Regions from separate parts of the Sus scrofa genome. Here region 1 is linked to region 2. Evidence: chromatin contacts called from public HiChIP or PLAC-seq data. All regions are on one chromosome and are shown on one strand. Each heading gives the region's core, a stretch centred on a gene start, on an enhancer-like site or on the middle of the called end of the contact. The rest is flanking DNA. Distances are from core to core; before and after follow the strand shown. Region 1 overlaps LOC102164776. Region 2 overlaps LOC102164776.

Evidence for each region. HiChIP or PLAC-seq counts read pairs in DNA pulled down with a chosen protein or histone mark.
Region 1: an H3K27ac HiChIP or PLAC-seq map of skeletal muscle shows a contact between it and region 2. The contact joins two enhancer-like sites. A contact is called at or near these places in 2 of 47 Hi-C or Micro-C datasets (embryonic fibroblasts and heart right ventricle) and 1 of 2 datasets of contacts at active chromatin or transcription factors (skeletal muscle).

What each region holds. Positions count from the first base shown.
Region 1 is chr9:49,347,133-49,353,413 of Sscrofa11.1, reverse strand. The region is part of intron 1 of LOC102164776; the gene reads left to right. Among named protein-coding and RNA genes, the nearest start is that of MIR100, 190 kb to the right of the region's middle. Within about 2 kb of position 3,678, at least 6 of the 83 cell types and tissues checked have an H3K27ac peak or open chromatin away from gene starts, as enhancers often do. A contact at or near this core is called in skeletal muscle, where this site is marked.
Region 2 is chr9:49,215,149-49,221,861 of Sscrofa11.1, reverse strand. LOC102164776 reads left to right here. Exons shown (of 5, transcript XM_021063017.1): 3 at 561-638. Among named protein-coding and RNA genes, the nearest start is that of MIR100, 61 kb to the right of the region's middle. Within about 2 kb of position 2,786, at least 28 of the 83 cell types and tissues checked have an H3K27ac peak or open chromatin away from gene starts, as enhancers often do. A contact at or near this core is called in skeletal muscle, where this site is marked.

The sequences.
Region 1 (6,281 bases), core at 2,429-4,928, 130 kb before region 2:
CATGTGTGTGTTTATTTCCAGAAAAAAGAATGATGGGAATACTAAAGAACTTTTTAAAAATGATGTCACTTTGTCACTCTGTTAGTGTAGGAGCAAAAATTAAATTGACCTTGTAGATTTATTCACTGGCAGTGTTAATTAGGAGAGCCTCTACTTCAGTATAAAAGAGGGTTATAGTAATGGAAAATAGGCCTTTTGAAAATACGTATGAATTGAATAGACTGTGGGCTCTTCTATAATGTAGAGAGGGTAGTGAATTGCTGGTTAGACAGTCAGTTAATGATTTACACAGAAATCATGACTTAAATGTTGTGAGGAAAAGAAAGAGATTAGGCTATTTGATCCTCCTGCAACTGAGTGTCAGAAAACTTCAGGAGGATGTGACAGATGATTCTAGAACCAGAAGCAGCTTTGAAAAGTGTAAATACTACAATCACATATTCTGTTGTGGTTTAAATATAAGCCGGGGAACCAGTTTTTTCTTTATTTTTTTATTAAAGTATAGTTGATTTAAGGTGTTGTGCCAATTTCTGCTGTACAGCACAGTGACCCAGTCATACATATATACATTTTTTCTCATATTATCTTCAATCATGTTCTATCCTAAGAGACTGGATGTAGTACCCTCTGTGGTACTGTAGGACCTCATTGCTTATCTGTTCTAAATGTAATGGTTTGCATCTGCCAACCCCAAACTCTCCATCCATTCCACTCCTCCCCTCCTCCGCCTTGGCAACCACAAGTCTGTTCACTATGTCTGTGAGTCTGTTTCTATTTAGTAGGGTAGGTTCGTTTGTGCCCTATCTTAGATTCCACATATAAGTTATATGGTATTTGTCTTTCTCTTTCTTACATTACTTAATATAAGATTCTCTAGTTGCATTCATGTTGCTGCAAATGGTGTTATTTTTTCTTTTTTATGGCTGAGTAGTATTCCATTTTTTCTTTGCCAATGATGCAACTGACAAAGGCCTAATCTCCAAAATACACAAACAGCTCATACAACTCAACAACAACCAAAAAACAACCTAATCAGAAAATGGGCAGAAGACCTAAATAGACATTCTCCAAAGAAGACAGATAGCCAATAGGCAAATGAAGAGATATTCAACATCACTAATAGAGAAATGCAAATCAAAACTACGATGAGGTACCACTTCACACTGGTCAGAAGGGCCATCATTAACAAGTCAACAAATAAATGCTGAAGAGGATGTGGGGAAAAGGGAAACTTGCTTACACTGTTAGTAGGAATCTTAAGTAGTACAACCACTGTGGAAAAAGAGTACAGAGGTTCCTCAGAAAACTAAATATAGAACTACCATATGATCCAGCAATCCCACTCCTGGGTATATATCTAGACGAAAGTACAATTCAAAAAGATAGATGCATCCTGTGTTCATAGCAGCACTCTTCTCAGAGCCAAGACGTGGAAACAGCCCACTTGTTTAGCTCAACCTCTGACACATGATGATGTATGGCGATGTAAAACTTACACTTTATTTCAGCCCCCTTTTGTGTTTTAGGCATTCTTGGATGGTCTTTAAATGAACTAAGCATATGCTGATGTGTTGAAATGAGCCCTTGTGGAATCTCCAATAGAAGCCTTGGGATTAGAGGATGAAGGAAGGGAGGATAAGGAAACATCAAATAAGTGGAGAGATGAAATCTAGAGTGACAAAGGACTGCTTATATACAGCCCATCACATGCTTTTATTTCAGTAGAATTAGTGTACTATCCAAAATAAAGGGCAGTTTAAAAAGTAGAACAAATCATGACTGCATCACGTTTCCACCATAAGAAATTACCATTTCTATTTCTGTTATTGCATCATACATTGTATTTGTTGAACATCTGTGTGGAAGTACATCACAGTGCCAGGTGTATGTGAAAAAATAGTCTTCATTAGACAATGAGAGTAAGAAGGAAGCAAAATAAAAACCGAATAGGAACCAGTGCTCAGTCATTTCTAAAGCATTGGTGACCTGAGCCATTTCAGGTGAATGGGAAGAGGATGGATGAAAATAGGTTTTGTTGTGTTTCTGGCAGTTTGGTTGTCACTGATACACTCAGACCTTGCAAGGATTCCAAAATTCCAAGTGATGAGCATTGAGATGATCTGAGAATTCAAGGTGAGAATGGGTTAGTTATCCCTTCCTGTCTCTAGAATTGGCAGACTTTCTTTATATCTCACTGACAGATTTGTAACATTGCCCTTAAGACATGATAATAATTTCTCCATAGAATATTATCCCCATAAGCACAGGGCTGGGTCTATCTTGGTCAGCTGATCTCTTGTCTCCCCTCCCACACCCCCCACCGATTATGTTTGAAATAGAGTGGGAATTCAGTAAATAATAATAAAAAAAGCATCTTAGTTGTTGCAGAAAGGTCTTCCCTGAAGCTTAAATGTTTATCATAAAACTGAGTTTATTAGTTTTTAGTCTGAAAGAGACATGGAAATAAATACTTTTAGAGCCATTACTCTTCTACCAATGGACAGGACTCTCACCGTCACAGGTGCACCCATACTCTTTAGGTCTACACACATGCATAACCACGTAGACTAACTTCTGTCCATGTTTTGGTCCTCTGATCTGTATCTAGTTTAGAGAAAGAAGTCAAGGACAGTGACATGAATTGAAAATTGTACATTGCAGGTTTCAGACCTTAAAAGATGGTATACCATCAGAGAAATAATATCCTTTCTGTTGAGATGCTCATATTTTTTTTTTTTTGACAAGTTCCCCCACTCATTTTTTCAACTCTTTCTTCCTCAGAGGATTCTTTAAGTTCTATCCATCATCTCGTTTATTGAAATGTACCTCATTTGGGAATGAGAAAGTTTTGGCATAGCTAGGAGCTTTTAATGGAAATACGAGAGAAGACATCTCTGACATATATAATACATTCAATATGTTTCCATATATTGCACAATCTCTGATGTGTTAACCAAGATTTATAATGACAGATGGGCCGAGGAGAAGGAGGAACACTCCCCGAGTGGGGATTTCTTTAGAAACAAGCACTTCTTCCAAGGTGCTTCAAGCTATTCTTAGCAATTGGGGTTCAACACATTCACCCCAACAGAGACAGGTTTCTGCCAACACACTGCCTGGAGGAGCTTTGTTGCCTAGCATTTTGCTCCAAACAAGAGTCAAGCCAGGCAGCACAGTCTTAGAGAAACCTAGAGCCAGAGGATTGAGGCCCTGTTTTCAGCTGTGTGACAAGTTGCTTCTTTCAACCTGTGATTCTTCAGCCATGTAATGGGGGTGAGAAGTCGTTTCTGTTCTCTTCCCAACTCTGAAATAAGCGATGAAGGATTTTTGAGATAATGGTGGAGATTAGGAAAGTCTCCCATGTTCCTTTGCAACAATCTTTTTTACACGTCTAGAGTGCAAGTAATTAGGTATGCTTCTTTTCCCTTTCTTATTTTATTCTAATATAATTATTTGATGACTCAAAATTTCCTCAAATGCAGACCTTACATTCCAGAATAATGCAAAGTTTCATTTTGGGGTGAGAGGAATGAGAAGTAATGGGATTCGACCATGTGTTATGGGGTTAAGAAAATTCTAAAAAGAACTAAATGAAAATGTAGGGTCAGTATCAGTAGCTGTACAGTCATTACCAATGTTTGGCTGTATAGTCACTCTAAGAGCATCTTTTGCTATTTTTTTTTTTCCTACCCTGTCTGACTCACGCTATAACAGATCTGAAACGGGAATATTTTATATGCTCGCCTCCTTAACCACATTCTGTGATCTTGAGCTGTTTTTCACAATCTGCTTTTTTTTTTTCCCCCTAGTCATTTTGTTTTTTGACTTGTACGCTATCTGGTTGTCTATTTTCACCACACCCATACATTGTGCTGACAGAGCCTTGTTTTTATTCAGCATAGCTTTCCCATCTAGGGTGTGTGCTTGTTGTTGTTTTAAGATAGTCCAAATACCTATGGACAGGCTGAACTTAAGTGTATTTTGAGATTTATGACTTGTTAGAGTACGGAGAGAACTGAGCTGTCTTTGGAGCCAGTGTCCTAACTTTGCAGAGTAGGCAAGAGGGACTTAGAGAATGAAAGTGCCTGGGTGTTAACTGAGTTCATGGCTCATTGGGGGAACAGATGTTTTTGGAAGGGAAGAAACCCTAGAATGTCCCTCTGGGGTAATTTTTCTTTTCTTTTTTAAACTAGAAATAACTGGGGCCATTGGAAGTATAGAAAATTAAGCATATTAACATGTTTCTCTGAACTAATAAGAATATTCTTCAAGTTGGGAAAACATTATCCTCTTGTGGATTGTAAATCAGAAGACATCTATCTATAACAGGCAGCTTTGCTGACGCTCACATTTCTTTAGAAAGTGTATAGTAGAATGACCATAAAGAATTCTTTTTCTTTTTTGCAGTCTTAACATGCCTACCATGCTGACTGCACCCTGCCTCCCACTGCTTACCTTCCCTGCCTCTGCCCCTTCATCAAGCCTAAACACCCATTGCAAACATATCATCATTAGTTGTTGGCTTTCAGCTGGCTTTTGTTCTGGTCTGGTCTCAGCTGATCTTCAAAAGCTTGGGTTGGCAGTCTTCAACTCTTTTCTGCTTGTGGTTCTCAGACTTTTGTGTATGGCTTTGGTCTCCGTGGAGTTTAGACACTGATCTGTTCTGTAGATGAGGAAACAAGGGCTGATTGGGAACAGCAGAAAGCCTGAGGCAGGAGCTTTTCCAGCTGGGCTTATTGATGTAGGGACCATGCCATTCATCATAGAGTCACAGTGACGATATGTGACCACAAAAGGAGGCTCCTCTATGTTAGGATCAATGAGTATGTTCTTACCAGCTTGCCTGCATTAGGGAATACCGCAGTATCAGTGAGATGCATGAGACTGTGCTCTAAGGAATACCCCAGCACACGTCCAGAACTTGTCATTTTAGGGTCCTCAACCACTCAATCTGCCCCAGCCATCATCTAATCCTCTTCTCCACTGACCTATTGCCATGTCTGTGCTGCACACGCCTTGCTCTTCTGAGCAAGCACATTTTTCACCTTCTGGGTTTTCCTCTGGCTTTACCTTTGTTTCTCCTGTTCAGTTTGATCACCAAGCTTTTAGGTAATAATCCCTTCCTCTGCTTATAGAAATTTCTTCCATATCATCTCCTCATTTAGGCAGCATTTCACTCCCCTACTTTAGGCTGGCTTCAGATAAGTATAAATGTTGCTCCTTAATCAAATCATAGATACACACACACACACACACCTGCACACCTCTATAGAGTAAATACAGCTTCAGAATAGTAATTTCACTCCTGATTCTTACCAGATAGTAATAGAAGAAGTCTCAGCATGGGCTAGTGGACAGAATCTTTGACAGGGATCCCTGATTTCTATACCTAGCTCTGCTAATAGTCATTGCTGTGTGACAGAGGACAAGTCACAGCTTCTGTGAAATTTTAGCTGAAAACTACTGAGTTGTTTGACATAGTCTTTCAGACATTATGTCCATTTGAGATAGACTAACTTGACATGGATTTGAGGTAACTTGTGGGAAATTATTATAGAACTATATTAGATTGGATCTTTTGGCTATTGACCGTGGTGGTTTTGGGATACTTGAAAGATTGACTCAGTGGAAGGAATTGTACATGTTCATAGCTAGTAAGGGGTGAGAGAGAGAATACCCAGGGGAGATGCATCATTAGTGATTATTCAAGCTATTCTGCTTCCATCTGATACTGTTAACATGATTTCTTGAGAAAATACTCTTCCTGTAGCACTTGACTGGCATGGGCTATATTTTTGTTGAAGATAGTTTGTTCTTCTCACATAAACCAATTAACTGTCATATTTTATCCTTCTAGGAGTATCCAAATGTAAGGTTGGCTGACAGCCAGTTTGCTAAGTCTTAGAAGGTAAATAGCCTATTGTCTATAAAAAGCCTTGTTTTAAAGGCTCTCTTCATTTCTGGCAATACATGTGATGCAGAAGATAATTTCTAAGGCTGTGAAGAAAGGTCGTGTGTTGGCCATGAGCTGCCATGAGTAACCCAAGTGATTTTATTTTTCCATTTGACAGCTCTTTGTTGCTGTAGGTGACCAAAACATTGACTCCTTTTTCACTACTGGCTGAAAATTTTGCTATTGTCTGGAAGCTTTGATGTCGGACTTGCTGAGTGGTTTGTAATGGCCCACTGCAGTCTTAGGTATATCCTGAAAATACAGATAAATAATAGGAAAGTGTATTTAGTCAGATTTGATACTTCAAGTTCACAGGCAACAATATCTT
Region 2 (6,713 bases), core at 1,537-4,036:
GCCCTATAAAATGTTGGATTTTTTTCGAATTTCATTTGCTCTTATAGTTTATATTTTTTCTAAAAATATAGGAGGCACATGTGATTTTAATCATTACATTTTTAAAGCAGACCTTCCATTAGATGTTTCTAAATGGAAAATGATTTATTTTGCTGGGAAAGTTTACACAAAGTCCATATTGAATATCATCCATAATATTTTCTAACTTTAAAAATAAGTAATAAAATTTAATTTTCTTACTAAGTCTCGAATAGACTCGCCCACATTCTTTCCACTGTATCCCAGTTATGCAATTGTTACAACTTCCTGTGTGTAATGACGTGAAAAAGGTAGGGCAACATTCCCATAAATTCTTGTTGCAGTTTTTCACCCTGGGAGATTGGGTGCAAGTGGAAAGAATGTTAATCTTGGTGTGGGGTGTGTTAGGGAAATCCAAGGTGTTGCTGTTTTCGCTTTTAAAGTTCCATTTGCTAAAATAGTGAAGTAACGAGCGCACGTGAAACTTAGAGATCTTTTGCAATGACAGACACTGTCTGATGGGAATGGATGTGTTTCTGCAGGTTCATACCTTGCCAGCTGCATCTCCCTTGCTTCTTCCAGGACAGAGTGGGTTGAAAGAGCCAGCAGGAACTGAAAAGGTAAATGTCACTATGTCCAGCCAGCCACACTTTGAAATTCAGTATGGACTTAACAAGATTCCAGTGTCATTGAATTCATCCAAGTCATGAAACCACATTTAAATGAAAAGCCAATGATAACCCTCCTATTTAAAAATAACTGAGCAAATGTTTTCATATTGGATGAAATATTTAAACGTCATCTCTGTTGAATAAATAGGCTCAATGCAGGAGGAAAAAACACAAAACATCTGAAACAGACCTTATATTACTCTTCTGGAGGTGTGTGCCAGGAGCACCCGTTACTTCTGGGGGACTAGGGGAGAGGTCAGGGCTGAGGAAGTGCACCTGCAGCTTTGGATGCTCCCCCCCCCCCCATTCCTCCCCTGCATGGGGACAGGGAGGAAGGAATAGGCATGAACTTAGGGGTCTCAGGAGTGAGGCTGCCACATTTAGCACATAAAAATACAACAACACAGGCAATGTTGGGGATACACATGTACTAAAAATTCTTTATCTGAAATTCAAATTCACATGGACATTCTCTTTTTATCTGGCAACCCTACTTAGGAGGAGCTGGGGAGAGAAGGATCTGGGAAGACATAAAGAAGCAGGAAAAAAAAAGTAGTCTATAACATAGCATGAATTTTATAGCAGCGGGTGGTGACAACAGCATCATTCTGTGTCCTGTGCTTGGAATGAGATTTGCACAGGATTTCTAAGGACACATGGGGGTAAGAGGCTGGTCGGGGGGTGGGGGCTTCAGATGTGATGAGTATTCTTGAAAAAGACAGAAGATGGCCCACAAAATGAAGAAGACTGGAGTTGAGGAAGGACATTCCAGGCTAAACAGAGCAAGTCCTAAGGCACAGAGGGTGAAACAACGCTATCTGCCTCCTCCTTCTGGAGTATATATACTCTGAGACTTTCTGCTGTTGAGACATCTGTGGTGTGAACCCTATTCCATTGCAGGCAGTAGATTGTAGGACAGACCCCAGACTCATTTACTAGTTGAGCAGACCCTGCTTTTTGCAGAAGGTGGAGAACAAATATGTCAAATGTTTTGCTTTTCAAGCAGTGCACAATTTTGCATATATGTATATGCACGTAAGTAAACACAGAGAATTGATTTATAAAACATCAGCCCTTAAGCATCTCGGATTGCTTCCCCACAAGAGAAGTAACGAAAGTAAACCAAATGGAAAAATAAGTAAAATTCCTTGCATTCCCTAAGTCTTATCCCTGAGCCAGCCCACACTGCTTCAGTAGAGGAGGTAAACTCTCTATGGCGAGTCTCAGCAGTTCACTGCTTTTGAATGTTATCTCTCAGAGGAGAGAGATTGTCCTATAGCCTCTGTGTGACACTTTTATCCCCTGCTTAGAATTTCCTGATTAAAGTTCTTCAAGTTATGCCACTGCATAAAATAAATAAGTAGAACCATGCTTTCTGCCCTTTGCGGCAGAGAAACTGAGGAGCCTGGGGTGTATGTGGGAGGGTATGTGTTTTGGAGGCAAGCTTACCCCGAGATAAGAACATCAAGAAGGTGGCTTCATCTGGCAGCTTTCAGTGGAGATAAATTTCTTTTTTGTGTGTCTTGTTTAAAAATGTTGCTTTCCAGAGCTCCACTGACAAGATTAAGTGGGGTTTTGTTCTTGTTTTGTTTTGGTGGTGGTGGCGGTGGTGGTGGTGGAGGTGGAGGTTTATTTGGGGACTTACACTTTACCCGTCAGCCGTCCATAGGTCAGAGTCTTTGAGCTCTAGGAGTGTTTATCTTGCCCTTTAAGTGAATACTAGATGTTGTTTTTCTTTTTCTTTGCATCATGCTTCCTGCAAGTACTGACCATTCAAGGATTTTACTCAGACCTATGAGGACCTATCTTGGTTTTTCTTTAGCAGAGACATGTCCATATCTGGCTGTGTGTGTCACCTGGGCAATATGCCATGTTGGGCACCATGTGGAGAGACCAGTCGGTCCCCTTTGCCTTTCTTGGCCCTAGTGCCTCTCTCTGAGGCGGAATCAATCCTTCATTTTCCTTGGGCCCCACAGAGGGTTGGCTTCTGCTCTCCTGCGCCACCTGCTGTAACCAGCTCCAAATGCACCCTTCCCAGGCTCCAGCCCCAGGCTCCCAGGAGGAGCCAGAGCCAAAACCTCAGACGAAGCAGATGTCATTTAGGCTGCCAGATTTCTGCCCCGGTCTTATCTGCGCTGCCTCCACTGGCTCACCCGATCAGAATCCCAAGTGTCCCCAGATGACATTGCCTCAAGTCACGCAGACCCTGAGCTCCTTGGCCAGAGAGGGGAGGCTGCCAGTTTGGGGGCTGGTGACCAGGGGCTCCTGCCAGCTTTCTGCATATGTGGTCAGTGGAGGCCAGCCTCTGCCCAGCAACAAAAACGCAGATGGACTTCTGTCACAATGTCAACATACCCAGGGCACTGATCCTTCCATGGGCTCTCCCACGTGTTCCCAACATGTTCCCTGATTGGGCCACTAGTTTTCTCCCAAGCTACTCAGGAAGTGTAAAATGTGTTGTGCTTTTTAGCACTCTGGACTTTTTTACATTCTCCCCAAATGGAGTGATTCTTCTGATGGAGGCACCGCAAATAAAGGAAAATGCTGCTTTTTCTTAGTTAGATGAAGTACCCCTGTTTATTCCCTATTCTAGGTTAGAGATCTCTGGATGGCCTGGGATTTTGGCATCTGTTTATTCTCTGTCAGCACAGTCTGGCACGGAGTAGGTGCTGCACGGCAGCTTATTGAATGCATACATTCTCTCTGGCCAAAATCCTTCTTGAAAGTCCTTTTCTAGTCATCTGTTAAAAATTAAAATGGTCAGATTTGGGGTTCTGATAGTTCATACCTGATTTAAGCCTGAAAAAATGAAGGCTGACTTGGTAGAAAGAAATGAGTGATAGCAGTGATTTTTTTTTTTTTTAAGGCTGTACTTGTGATATATGAGTGTTCCCAGGCCTAGGGGTCGAATCAGAGGTACAGCCGCCAACCTACGCCACAGCAACACAGGATCCGAGGGACCTACACCACAGCTTACTGTAATGCCAGATCCCCAACCCACTGAGTGAGGCCAGGGATCAAACCCGTATCCTCATGGATACTAGTCGGATTCGTTTCTGCTGTGCCACAGTAGGAACTCCCATCAGTGATTTCTGAGGGTGCTCTGATAAGAATGAAGACAGTTACCAGTTGTTATTGCATGAGGTTGAAAGAAATAATGTCTGCATGTGGGATCAGATACGAGTTAGAACTTCCTGAGTGCAAAGGTTACAGGAGACTCTTATAAATGACACATGGGGGTTTATGCCAGCAACTTCTCCAATGATAGGTACACATCCATTTAGTTCAGCAAATCTTTACTCTCCTCCTCCATTGCACCAACCCCGCACTAGAAGCTGGAGTTTAAAAGACTGATAAAGTACGTGCCTGACCACAAAGAAGACTTGAGACAAATGACATTGAACAAACTTCAATGTCATGTCCCAAGCGCTAAGAGAGAGACGTGCCTGGGGCATTGTGGGAACATGATGAAGAGGCACAGACTCCAGCTGTGTAGTCAGAGAGGGCTTCCTGGAGGAGATGGTACATGGACTGAGGTGAGAAATGTCTCAGTGAATAAAATGGAGTCACTGCAGGTCAGGAAAAGTGAACAGCTAGACTAATTGATGTAGAAACCCTTTCAGACCATAGAAATTTCATTCAGCCCTTTTGAGTTGAGTCATCTGAAAAATATTGTCCTGCAGGACGTGTGTTACAATCTTGGTGGCAAAAAGGGGCTCCATTTTCTCATTTTCTGTTCCATGTTTGATCTGACACGTCATCGGGATAGCATTTCATCATTTGAGGAGGAAAAAGGTAAAGGAGGGGACTTATTTTCTTCTGCATCCAAGGGTCATGGGCCCGTGAGCAGCCTGCTCCAAAATTCAGCACACTGCAGAGCGAGCATGGCCTCGATGCATCAAACTTGACATATTTGGGGGCTGTCCGTGGGGACTCTAGACCGGGCATTCTCTGTACCATCCAGGAGGCCCCAGCGAGGAAGGCTGGGGCCGGCCTGCCTGCCTGCCTGCTCAGGGAGAATGAACTGCTACCTGGAAACGCTCACAACAGCTGCTCTTTGAATTCCGGCAGATTGTTTTACCAGGCTCCATTGTACAGGTGGGAAAGCCAAGGCTGAAGAACACGGAGCAGCTTCCTAGGTCCTGAGGAATAAAGGGTGGTAACCGTGGGTTAATTTGACTTCTTTTCAGTGCCACAGCAAGTACATACCCAGGGTGGGAACCTCTCAGAGGCGGTTTTCCCAGAAGTGCTTTTGAAATGGCAAGCCAGTTAGCAATGATCTGTTTCCACTGGATACCCTGCTTCTGGGGCTGGCATCAGGGGGGGTGGGGGTGGGGGGTGCCCAGCCTCCTCCGGGGAGGTCACGCAGGTCCAGCCGTGGCAGCTGGTGCCGCCGGGCCCTGGACCACCAGAGAAAGGAATCTGCGGAAGGACAAAGGGTGCTGCATGGACGGCCGCGGACCTGCGCCCTCCACGCCCACTCGCCCGAGGCGGGCCGGCGGCGGGTTGGTGCCAGGCTCTGTGCTGCTCCTCCACCCCCTTCCCGGGCCCCCAGCTCCTCTGCCTGCTCTCAAAGCTCCAGCCGTCCTGAATGGGGCTTTGTGTGTGCCCCAGGGACTGGCTCGGGGGAGCCCTGATGGAAATGCTGGACAGCGATGTCTCCCCTGGATCCAGGCAGCTCGGCGCAGGGCCCATCTCGTGGGAGGCAGGTCTTTATTGTGCTGCCGATCCTTCCATATCTGAGAGAGAGCCGGACCTGCATGAACGTTCTGCCCCCCTGCACAGTGGAGTTAAGTGCAGGGCCACGGGGCTGACGGGGCCTGGGTCGCTTCCGGAGCTCTCCTTCCCACACTCTCTCTTTGCTCCTTTGCCCCCAGAGGTGGCTCTACCAATGTCATTGCACAAGAGGTGCAGTGAAATGGTCACTCTTTAGGTGCCAGGCCTTGCATTACCCACTTTATCCTGTTGAATGGAATCTTCTCAGCAATCCTGTGAGATATGTCATCTCTTATCCCCCTTTTTCAAGTGAGGAAACAAACCAAGGTTGGGAATGTTAAGCCACTTACCCTGCTAATTCCCAGCACCTGCTGGATGGGGCTCTGCTCTTGCCTCCGCCTTCTTGCCTTCAAGATGGGGATAATGGCCTCAGGCTAAAGCACAGGGCTGGGCTCTGGCTCCCACCCAGCTCTGGCCTAGCGTCCTGCCCTAATGAGGGGACAAAGGTTAGTTCTGGGTGTCTGGCTGACACTTCAGCTCTCTTCTGTCAGGTTGAAGTGCAGGCACAAGTCTTTTTTTTTTTTTTAAAGTAGAAAAGAAGCAGTGGTCATGAGATCATCTGCATTCACACATGTATGGCCAGGATATCTAGCTTAAGAGGTATGGTCCATAGCTCTCTTATGCAGCAAAGCTCAATGGCCCTTTTCAGGGACAGACATTTTACCATGGATTTCACTTTATTTTTTCTTTTTAGGACTGCACCTGTGGCATATGCAGATTCCCAGGCTAGGGGTCTTATCTGAGCTACAGCTGCTGAAGTATGCCACAGCCACAGCAGTGCCAGATCAGAGCCATAACTGTGGCCTACACACTACAGCTTGCAGCAACACCGGATCCTTAACCCAATAAGTGAAGCCAGGGATGGAACTCGCAACCTGATGGTTCCTAGTCGGATTTGTTTCCACTGCACCACAACGGGAACTCCTTTACCATGGATTTTGGAACAGCTCTGTTACAACTGAATCAAATGGCCAGCTGGGAAGGGCTATGAGTATTTCTCTGTTGGCAAAGAGGCTCGAGCAATCTATGGTCAAACAAAAACAGCAATAGAAATGCAGGTTAGATCTTAAGAAGAACCTCCTAACTGCATTGTGGTGTGCCAATAATCAGACAAAATAAGTTGTCCTTCAGAGTCTGTTTTTGCCTGTTTATTTTCTTCCTTTTCTCTTTTTTTTTTTTTTTTTTTAAAGAAAAGCTAGTTCTTCACCTTTCTAGGCTGTTATCATTATAGCCCATGTTATTTCTAGA